3 separate regions of the Drosophila melanogaster genome follow, and all the other regions are linked to region 3. A link is a contact called in public Hi-C and HiChIP or PLAC-seq data. All regions are on one chromosome and are shown on one strand. The core of a region is the stretch at or near the end of the contact, and the rest is flanking DNA. Distances in the headings are between cores, read along the strand shown.

Region 1 (3,238 bases), core at 246-2,745, 1.3 Mb after region 3:
CCCCAACATTTTACCCACACTTTTCCCCCCCATAAAGCCAACTGCCCACGCCAATGGAGCTGCGTTTACCCAATTTCCGGTGTCACTTTGCCTTGTCGCACTATGTGGCAACTCTACGACTTTGTGACATTAATTAATAAATGAAAAAAGGTAGTTAAGATAAGAACAAAAAGCTATAATAAAAGATATATATACATATATTCCCACTTTCAATACAATCATCCGTTAGATTCAAATAGTATAATTCGTATACTCTTACTTTTAGTAGTAAAAATTGTAAGTTAACATTACACAGAAATAAATGTCTCGTAAAACAACCAATTCATTAAATTGAACCAAAATTTGGATCTACAAATAAGCATTTTACAGTGCTACACAACTGAAATGTACGTTTTGAGTAAGAGCGCCTTTTTGTAATAGTACAATCAGCATAACCCTCTAATTATCGGTATGCCGCACTAGAAGATTTATTTGTGTTTTCAATACATTGTGGATAAAATTAGATTAAGATTATCCCCTTTCACACCCTGTACGTAAATCACTGTTACCCTTTCTCTATATTTGTATAATCTAGTTTGATAATAATGAAATGGACACAGGGCACACTACTGTTACTTCGCATAGTTTTTCTGCGAGTGTAGCCTCTGCCTCAGCCGACGGCTCTGCCGCCGCGATGTTTTCTTCTCTGCTCATTTCGCTGTTCGTGTTCCATTGCCATTTTACTGCACTTCCCATTCGTATGCGTTAGTATGCGTGTGTGTGAGCTGCATTGTTTGCATTTCAAATTGAATTCCTTTACATTTTCAACTCCTTTTCGTGTCGCTCTCCCTCTCTCTCCCTTTCTCTTCCTTTGCCACTGCTTAAAAATATGCGATGGCATTTGGTTGTTGGTGCGTTCTGCATCTGCTGTTTTTTCTCTCATTGTTGTTTGGCTGTTGTTATTGTTTTTGTTGGCCAGCAAGCATTTTTCAATTATGATCGAGCAGTATTTGTCGCTCGTTTTGTTGTTTTGGTTTGGCTTAGTTGCCCATTGTGTTTTTCCATCGGCGTTCGTATCTGTATCTGTATGTGAATTTGTGTACTTAGTTTTTGTGATGGTTTTCTCGCATTTCACCCTGTTTTAAGAGGCTCTACGATCATTATTTTGCTTGCCGGCTGTTCGGCTCTTCCGTTTCTTCTTCTCCCATCGATCTTCTCTTTCTTCCCACCACCCATTCCCATCCCAATCCATCTATCACTATCACTCTCTTCTTCGCGTTTCTGCTGCTTCGTCTTCTTCTTCTTTTGGCGCGAGTAATTGAAATCGTAACTGGCAAAAATAAAAATCTTTGAGATATGCAAATGAGAACTGAAACTCAAGGCGCTGATGAGGAAGAAGCAGAGCACGATGAAGAGAGCGCTGTGAAAGATGATGAAGAAGAAGAAGAAGTGTTGGGCAAACAAGCGGAGATTGGGAAGAGAAAACGAAAGAAAACGCCAGGGACGAAAGAGAGTAAGATATAGATATTGTGCAAACGAAAACAGCCGACAAGCAAACAAGGCAACAAACGCAGCAACAACAACAGAAAGAAAAACAACAACAATGGCCCACCACAGCGATCCGCACAAAGTATTAATAATAATATGAATAATAGTAATAATAATGATCATATCTGGATGTATAGATGTACATAAATTGGTAAAGATGCGCCGATCAAAATCAACATATGTACATACTTTTTCCATTGGCAGATACAAGATTAAAAGATTGTATTTAATTTGCTTACAAGTTACATATTGTATATAAAAATGTGTTATGATATACTCATGTACCGGGTACAAAAATCGTATTACTTGAAAATATCTTTAAAATCAACCCTATAAAGTCGACAATATTCAACGCGAATGTTTTTATAGGATCGTATGTACATACATATGTACATATGCATGTATGTACATATACTTATGTACGTACATACATATGTACACAGGTATGTGGTACAATCCTTGAGTTTTTTACTATTAATTGGATTTTTTTTTCAAGAATCTACATACATATACATACTTTTAGAAAGTTTAGAAGGTTTATTTTCACAGTTTTATAGAGGAGATCTATAAAACTAAGATACCCACTTTTAGAGTATAGAAAGAAAAGTGAGCAATTTCTGCTGTGTAATTCATAATTACCGTGTGAAGAGTAAATACTAGATAATAGCATGCGTTTACATAGAAATCTACACAAGTACATATGCAAGTATATAAACAAATAAGTCTTCATGTACATACATATGTCAACAAATTTGAAAGTTGTGGTAAAATCCTCTCTATTTGATTTTAAACATACACTTACATTTAATTGATCAACTTTGCTTGCAGGATTCAATAATGAAACAGTGATGGCATAAACAAAGCTAATGTTTTATTTTAATTTAATTCAAAAACATATTGTTACTGCACACGACAGTGGTGAGTTACAGCATTGAAATCCTGCATACACGTCGCTAGATTGCATTATTGAGAATTCAAAGTTACAGGTGTAAGTTGCCCATCGTCCCGCGCAATTAAGAGAAAAGAGGGAAAAAAGTGACGGCGCTGGGACGGACATCTGTACCTGCTCAATTAAAAAGTCATTAACTGCGGCACACAAGTTGCACGCAGAGGAACCAAAAACCCGACCCGAGCGATAGAAGGACTGTGATTGACACCAGCACGCAAGATCCACCCTCCCTTCTCCGGCCGTCTGTCTATCTGTCCGTTCGTCTGTCCGTTCGTCTGTCCATTCGTCCGTCCGTATAAATCTGCCGATATAGCAGAGACATATCGATGCACGCACCTTGCAATTACCCGGTTGGATATCGAGGATCGAGATCCGAGTATGGAGGCATGTGGCGCAGAGACTCTGCGTAGAATTGCTCAAGTGGCAGGGATGGCAAATCCTATTCCGCAGGTGGTAGGTCAAAATTCAGGTACTCTACGCTCTTTTCTAACGTTATTTCAACGTGATGAGGCACCAGACTAAGAAAATACTATGAGCATTATTATTTTTAATTAATTAAGTTGGTAATGTAATCGTCACTGTGATACGACGTAATATGCTACAAAATATAACGATAATTGTGAAACATGATTGAAGACGATCTCTCACTATATTTCTCATTTCAAAGGATTAAACTTCAATGTATAGAAAAATATCTAACCCACTCCAAGGTTATGTGACAAGTGTCGCTTTCTGGTACTTCGTGGTTATTACATCCGATTA
Region 2 (3,389 bases), core at 210-2,709, 1.9 Mb after region 3:
TTAGTTTGCTTCTATATACGAATTAACTTTGTGATGAGCCGCCGCTTCTACATTTGTTACCTAGGAGCTGCTGGCATTTAATGTGCATTGTTTATAACTAGTTGCTGCCATAATTTCGTCATTTTTGCTGGGACGATCCCCAGGCCCCAAGCCCCAAGCTCCAAGCTCCAAGCCCCCAGATTCCCTCGATCGTCGTGGTTTCAGCATTGTTTTGCGCACATTAACAACGCAACTCGCTCGCATTTGGCCGCCTTCGCCACGCCACGCAACTCACTCACTCGCACTCACACTGACATTCACATTCACGCTCACACTCACACTCACACTCACACTGGCACTCGTTCAGGTGAATGAATGTAAATATTATTCAAAAGCCATTCGTGTGGCGTTTAATATGCCCCGCACTCACGTGGGGCATATCAGTTGGAGATCCCGCTTGCTGTGACTCACCAGCTGATAGGAGTATTCTGCAGAACTGATTCTTTTGCTGCATTAGTTAAAAAAAATGACGATCCTAACTTAGTCTGAATGAGACACACTTCATTATCGTACAAGATTCCCTATCAATTTCTAGCACTCGAAACTGATAAAGATAGTGATTGGCGATTGTATGCATATGAATTTTGAATTGGTGCAGACAATGAAGGACTGATAAATATTTAACTTAATTAGCAATTTTTGTTAATATTTGTGTCAACACGTTGGTTACTTTTGTAAATGTGACGTACCATGTTGATAAGTTCTAAAGGAAGGAAATTTACAGAAGAGTTTTCAGAAAGAAGAAATCCTAAGATAAGTCTCAAGAATCACTTGAGTGGAATGGGATACACGATATAGCTATATAGAGAATATTGTTTAACTTGTATTTTAAAATTATTTAAAATCTATCTATCTAAAAGTTAACTAAAAGTATGTAATTTTGCTGTTTTCATAACAGCAGGGTTTTAAGGATGCAGAAAACATAGGATATATTCTCGAATTCTGTGGCAAAGGGTATAAGAGTATACCCCATAGCATGTTCCCACTGTATTAGAGGGTATCAAGACGTCGGTGCTCTGCTTCCTATCGCTCCCCCCGATTCTCCGCCTCTTTTTGTGGGGTCTCTCCCTTTCCGCTTGACGTTTGCGTGGGCTGTCGACGCCTCTGCCGCTGCCTCTGCGAACGCCGACGTCGACTGCGGCAGAGGTGCGGCCGGTGTTTCTGTTTCTTCAGCTTTTGGTTACATCTATGTACTATATGTATTTTATTCCCATATCTATAGCACCCGTATTCCTATCCCTATTCACATTCGGTATTGTTTTGCGCCGCTGTTGTTTTGCTTTGGCTTTTCGGTTTTTTTTTTCGGTTTTCGGTTTCTGATTTTTTGTTTATTTGCAGTTGCCGCCGTGTTTTTGGGCTTTGAGTGTGCCACTTGGCCACAGTTAGTCGCTCCGTAGTTTGTGCTCGGTGATTTGGCTTTTAGTCGCCTGTCAACCGCCGTCCCTTTCGATTTGCCCATTCGGTTTCGTTGATTTGCTGTTGATTCTGAGCTGATTTTGAGTTGTTTTAATGTGATGCGATGCATTTAATTGAGGCGCGTACGTGACGTTTGCAGATGCGCTTGCTGTTGCATCTTTGCCACTGCATCAATAGTCGGCTATCAGTGGTCAGCTATTGGAATTGCCAATGCACTTGCTGCTGGCCAGTGAGTAACGCACTCGTAATTGGCTCTGCTGAGATACAAAATCAAGAGCAAACAGTTGCCACACACCTGTGGGTAGAGTTTTGGGATTTCCAAAATAAAAAAAATATCTGAGAAAAGTTGTTTTGCTGATAAAATACATATTAACTAACTGTAACTTTTAAGTCATATTTCAAGTCGTAAACTTGATATAATTTTTTGAAAATTGCTCTGCCTAAATAGGTTTCCGAATAAAAATAGTAAGAAAAGTTCAAGCTAATTTAATATTTTTTCGCACATAGCGATTTTGAAAATAACCTATCGCGTACTTGTTAAGTGCATGAATTATCTGATAGCCAAATATTTGCGACTTAATATATGGTCTTAAAAATTACATTGTATATACATAGCAACACTATCTTTATTTCACTTTAATCGGGGCTGCTCAACAGAAGAAAGCCAGAGCAGTTGCATTATCACTGCTTGAAATGCTCGACACTATTATTTTGACTGCAGCTATGCGTGTTGTGTGACATACACACACACACACACACACACACACATCGCACACACAAATTTTAGCGCGTGATAAGCGACAGCGAAAACAACCATGGCAATAAAAGCAACAACACAACGGTGGGCAGTGATAAACACTCCGCGACAAGTGTGTAAAACATTTAAGCGCACAGTGGAATTGCATCATCTGGCCGCGGATTATTGCCTTATTTGTTTCCGAATGGCTATTTTCGGTGAAAGTTGTGATTGATAAGTTCCCTTTCTGATCATTTTTTTGTTGTTGTTTCGTTGTCCAATTTGTGTCACTATTGTTCTCCATCTGGCATCTGGATACGAGTTTTCGATCTATACAAAATGCCGCACATTGTTGTTTTTCGATTTGCATGCAGACTAGGCGAAGAAAGCTCTCGAAGCGGGGTAAATAAATAAAAAAAAAAAGTTAACACTCATAATGGGCTACAGTGGTCGCTGGAAAAAATCAATATTCCACTGTCAAGTCTGGGGTTCTGAGGTTTTCAAAACATGTTCCGACAAATCAATAAATTAAAATTTCTATAACCATTAATAGCTTACCTAAAACTTGTTTATAACGAAATGTATGTCGTATGTGGGGGATATTAATTTCCATAAATATCAATAATATGTTCGATAGCATAACTAGTATAAAAACATCAAGAACGAGACAAAAAATGAAAGGAATTGTCCACAAATGGTGATTAAAGGGTTTTTTCTTATCCCGCCTGAAGGACCATATGGACGTAACAGGATATAGTTCCGATTTCACAGTATTTTGCCAGCCATAAAATGGATCCACAACCACTGTGCGCCTAGAAGAGCCCCATAAACAAAACAAAAACCGAAAAAGACCAACAAAGTCTGCAAAAAAAAGAAGCAACAGCCAAAGCGGCAAGAAAAACGATTACGCCAACAGCCGCTGCTGCTTCAGTCGACGTCGCAGTCGGCGTCGGCGTTGGCGGTAAGGTAACGGTGGCGCTTGAAGGCGGTAACGCTGCGAAACGATTTAGTTGGCCGCCGCTGCCCGAACGCGTCTCCCGTGTGCTTCAATTCTCAGTTTTCGATACGAATGGTCGCCATGGTCTAGTCCCCATTCCATGCCATTCCATTTCCATTTCCACTGGCCTCGTGTAATTATGATATTTTCCAGGGTGTTACGATTAAAATTATTGATTTGTGTGGCCCCAGAAACACTCCC
Region 3 (3,007 bases), core at 115-2,614:
TCTTGCAGATGTCTTGCGTCAGTGGCAAATGTGTCTAATACCCACAAAATCCGGGGGGTGGGTGGAAAAGTTTTTCCCCCCGAATGGGTAACAGAATATTAAATATCCGTTGGGGAGTTTCTCCGAAATCGAAATAAGAAATCGTTCCCCACGACGCAAGTGATCGAAGCCATTCGCCGAATTTAAGCCGACGACTCACTGGTGATAAACCAGAATCGGTGGATCCAATGTACATATGGATACATATGTATGTATGTGTGCATTAGGCGGGGATTGCTCGAACGCGCTGGTGACGTCGCAGGAATTCAAGGCATTTGCATCCCGCTGTGGATTCCACACTTTTTCGGCGCAACATTGTTGGAAAGTTTCTGGCGAAAAAAATCGAAAAAAATAAACGTCTGAAGGTTGGGCCACTAACTATTCACATGTGGCATCCATTTGTCAGGTGCTTATAAGGCGGCATATAATGCCAAACGATCGCAGCGTGACAGCCACCATTAATTGAGACTTGCTGTTGATAAGGCGGCGGCTCTCTTAAAAACCTCGCTAGATTTAAGAGATCGCCAGCTGAAGCCCAGCCTCCCAACGGCCGCTCTTTTTGGGATAATCCAGTTTAAACGCATCGCACAGTGGGATTTGCAATCCGGCTTAAGTGGGTTGACACCAATGTTAAAAAAAAAAAAACCAAACAATTTCAAATTGATTCAAACGAAACTGGAATTGAGTCAATTGTTTTGCTAAATTTATAAACCAATGCCAATAATCGCAGACCAATTGACTAATCTTATCTGTTCGGTTCCATTTTAAATCATACGATTGATTGTCTGAATATATGGCTTAATTTGTATACGATAGTTAATACATTTTACATATTATATTTAGATTACTATATAGATTGGAGTGACACAGATCTATGGATCATCGATCTGTTCAATTGTCTGATTTTCATTTCCAAGCGTTGGAAATATACATCCTAGTACAGATTTTATCTTATTGGTAGTATTACATATATTGGTAGCTTTACATATAATTACACAGTCGATCGATATATATATATAACGATATAACAATAAAGCCATCTATCAATCCAAGTGTTTGGCTTTTACGGTTATAAAGGCAAATGCACTTTGCGGATAAGAAAGCACGCGATCATGCTGATCTGGACTACTGGGCAACCCACTGGGCACCGCCATTAGTCCCACTGTTGCATCAGCTCCGCCGATTCGATCGGAGTGCAAAATGTAGATCCCGAAGAGAGCGGAGCGTTCGCCGCGTCCGAAGAGAGCGGAAGCAGAGCGGGCAGCGCCGTTGGCGCAAGAACTGGCGTTGTCGGCGGTATATATAAAAGCTAATGGCAGCGGCGACTTCCCATTCAAAATCGCACACCTCAACGCGCCGCGTGTCGCACTTGGTCCCCCCGGAATCCAAAAAAAAAAAAAATAACCACCCCAAATATTAACCCAACCCCACGTTAGAATCGCAGTCAAAACCCACAAACCGATCCGAAAGCGCGGTGTAGAAAAATCCCAAAATCCAATATTTAAAATATACAAACGGAAAGTTAAGTAACCCCCATTAAATTTTTTTGCTGTGCGAAGCGAGACAAAGAAGAGTGCCAAAAAGAATACAGAGCATCTAAAAAGGATTATCAATTCAAAGAGGAGCCACAGAAACCAATGCAAAGATGTGCCACAATTCAGGGATCGTGGAGAAAAACAACGAGCAGCAGATCGAGCGCTACATGGCCTGTGGGATGCCATCGAAGGCGGTGAAGAGTGTCAAGTACACGCTGAAGAAGCGCGAGAAGAAGGAGCAGCAGCGGAGAGATCTGGAAAAGGATCTGCACAGGGAACAGCAGTTCCTTGAGGAACTCGAGCTAAGCAGTAGCGCCAGCGACTCCTCCTCCTCCTCCTCGTCCTCCTCGGTCACCGGCAGCGATAGCGAGGATAGCGGCGTTACCGAAACCGTTTTGAAATCGTCGCCGTCGGCGGATATGACAACCAGTCCAAAGGTCATCTCACCGGCCCCCACACCCAGAAGCGACCTCTTACGATTCTGCCCGCGATTTCGCAAGCTGCAGCAGGAGCAGCAGCAGCAGATGCTCAAGGAGATGGAGTTGCAGGAGGAGGAGCCCTTGGCCACCAGCACGCCCGCCGCCGCCCTGAAGGCTCAACAGCAGCGCAAGCTGAGCTCCATGGAGCCGTCAATGGACGACGCCCTGGCCATCGGCACCCAGATGACTAGGCAGGTGTCCGAGCGAATCACCTGCCTGGTGGCCAAGCTGCAGGCCAGTCGCCTGTACACGTAAGTCTCCCACCATTATTCCCCGCTAAAACACATCATCCATCATCTTTCAACTGGACTCCTAAGTTGTCTCATTTCAATAATTACCTGCTACAAATTTAGGAGATAGAGTTCCGTTGAAACTTTCTAATATATTCGCATACTGCCACTTAAGTCACTTTAAAATATTTAACATTTGGATAGTGCCGCTTAAAATAAAATATCTGCTAGTTTTTCTACAATTCAGGTTTTTGACTCTTAGTGCAGTTTCTATTATTCCATTAGTTCTGTTAACAACTCTGTTGCGAATCCAATTAACTTATTGGTAGTTTTACTCCGTTGACGGCGAATATTTTGTATTTGTATGATCACAAAGTGCAAATACTTCTAAAAATAGCCAATGAAGTTAATATTTACGGGAGAATATTGAGTTACCCGAAGTAAAATTGATCTGTATGTATCATAAAGATTATTTTGTAGCGATCATTGGTCGGCATATAGCACGCCCCCTGTTACTAAATATGTACCAATAAATTCATCAGCTGACGAAGGAAGGAAATCCTAAATGCTAGCGCCACTATCAGCTCTTATCAGTTCATTGTCACGGCTGCGGATCATGCTGATCACGCCCCTATATTGATATTTATAAATGCAAATATAAGCGTAGAATTTTTCCACCGTCTGCTGTTGTCTGGGGCGTACAACCGTTATGCAAACAGCAGAC

What was found. Hi-C and Micro-C count contacts between places; a contact is called where the count stands out from the background. HiChIP or PLAC-seq counts read pairs in DNA pulled down with a chosen protein or histone mark.
Region 1: a contact with region 3 is called in a Psq HiChIP or PLAC-seq map of the Kc167 cell line, with 4 times the contacts expected there. The contact joins the promoter of lncRNA:CR44885 here to the promoter of CG32512 in region 3. A contact is called at or near these places in 1 of 107 Hi-C or Micro-C datasets (eye imaginal disc) and 1 of 6 datasets of contacts at active chromatin or transcription factors (the Kc167 cell line).
Region 2: a contact with region 3 is called in a Hi-C map of the Kc167 cell line, with 2.5 times the contacts expected there. The contact joins the promoter of RhoGAP18B here to the promoter of CG32512 in region 3. A contact is called at or near these places in 5 of 107 Hi-C or Micro-C datasets (the Kc167 cell line, the S2 cell line, embryo and 1 more).

Annotation. Positions count from the first base shown.
Region 1 is chrX:19,786,413-19,789,650 of dm6, reverse strand. It overlaps lncRNA:CR44885 (long non-coding RNA:CR44885), which reads left to right and starts at 1,495. Exons shown (of 3, transcript NR_123962.1): 1 at 1,495-1,609; 2 at 2,356-2,445; 3 at 2,508-2,921.
Region 2 is chrX:19,165,152-19,168,540 of dm6, reverse strand. It overlaps RhoGAP18B (Rho GTPase activating protein at 18B), which reads left to right and starts at 1,459. Exons shown (of 6, transcript NM_001298497.1): 1 at 1,459-1,684.
Region 3 is chrX:21,065,897-21,068,903 of dm6, reverse strand. CG32512 reads left to right here and starts at 1,364. Exons shown (of 3, transcript NM_001298580.1): 1 at 1,364-2,304. The coding sequence starts at 1,685. All of the region lies in intron 2 of bves (bves,), which reads right to left.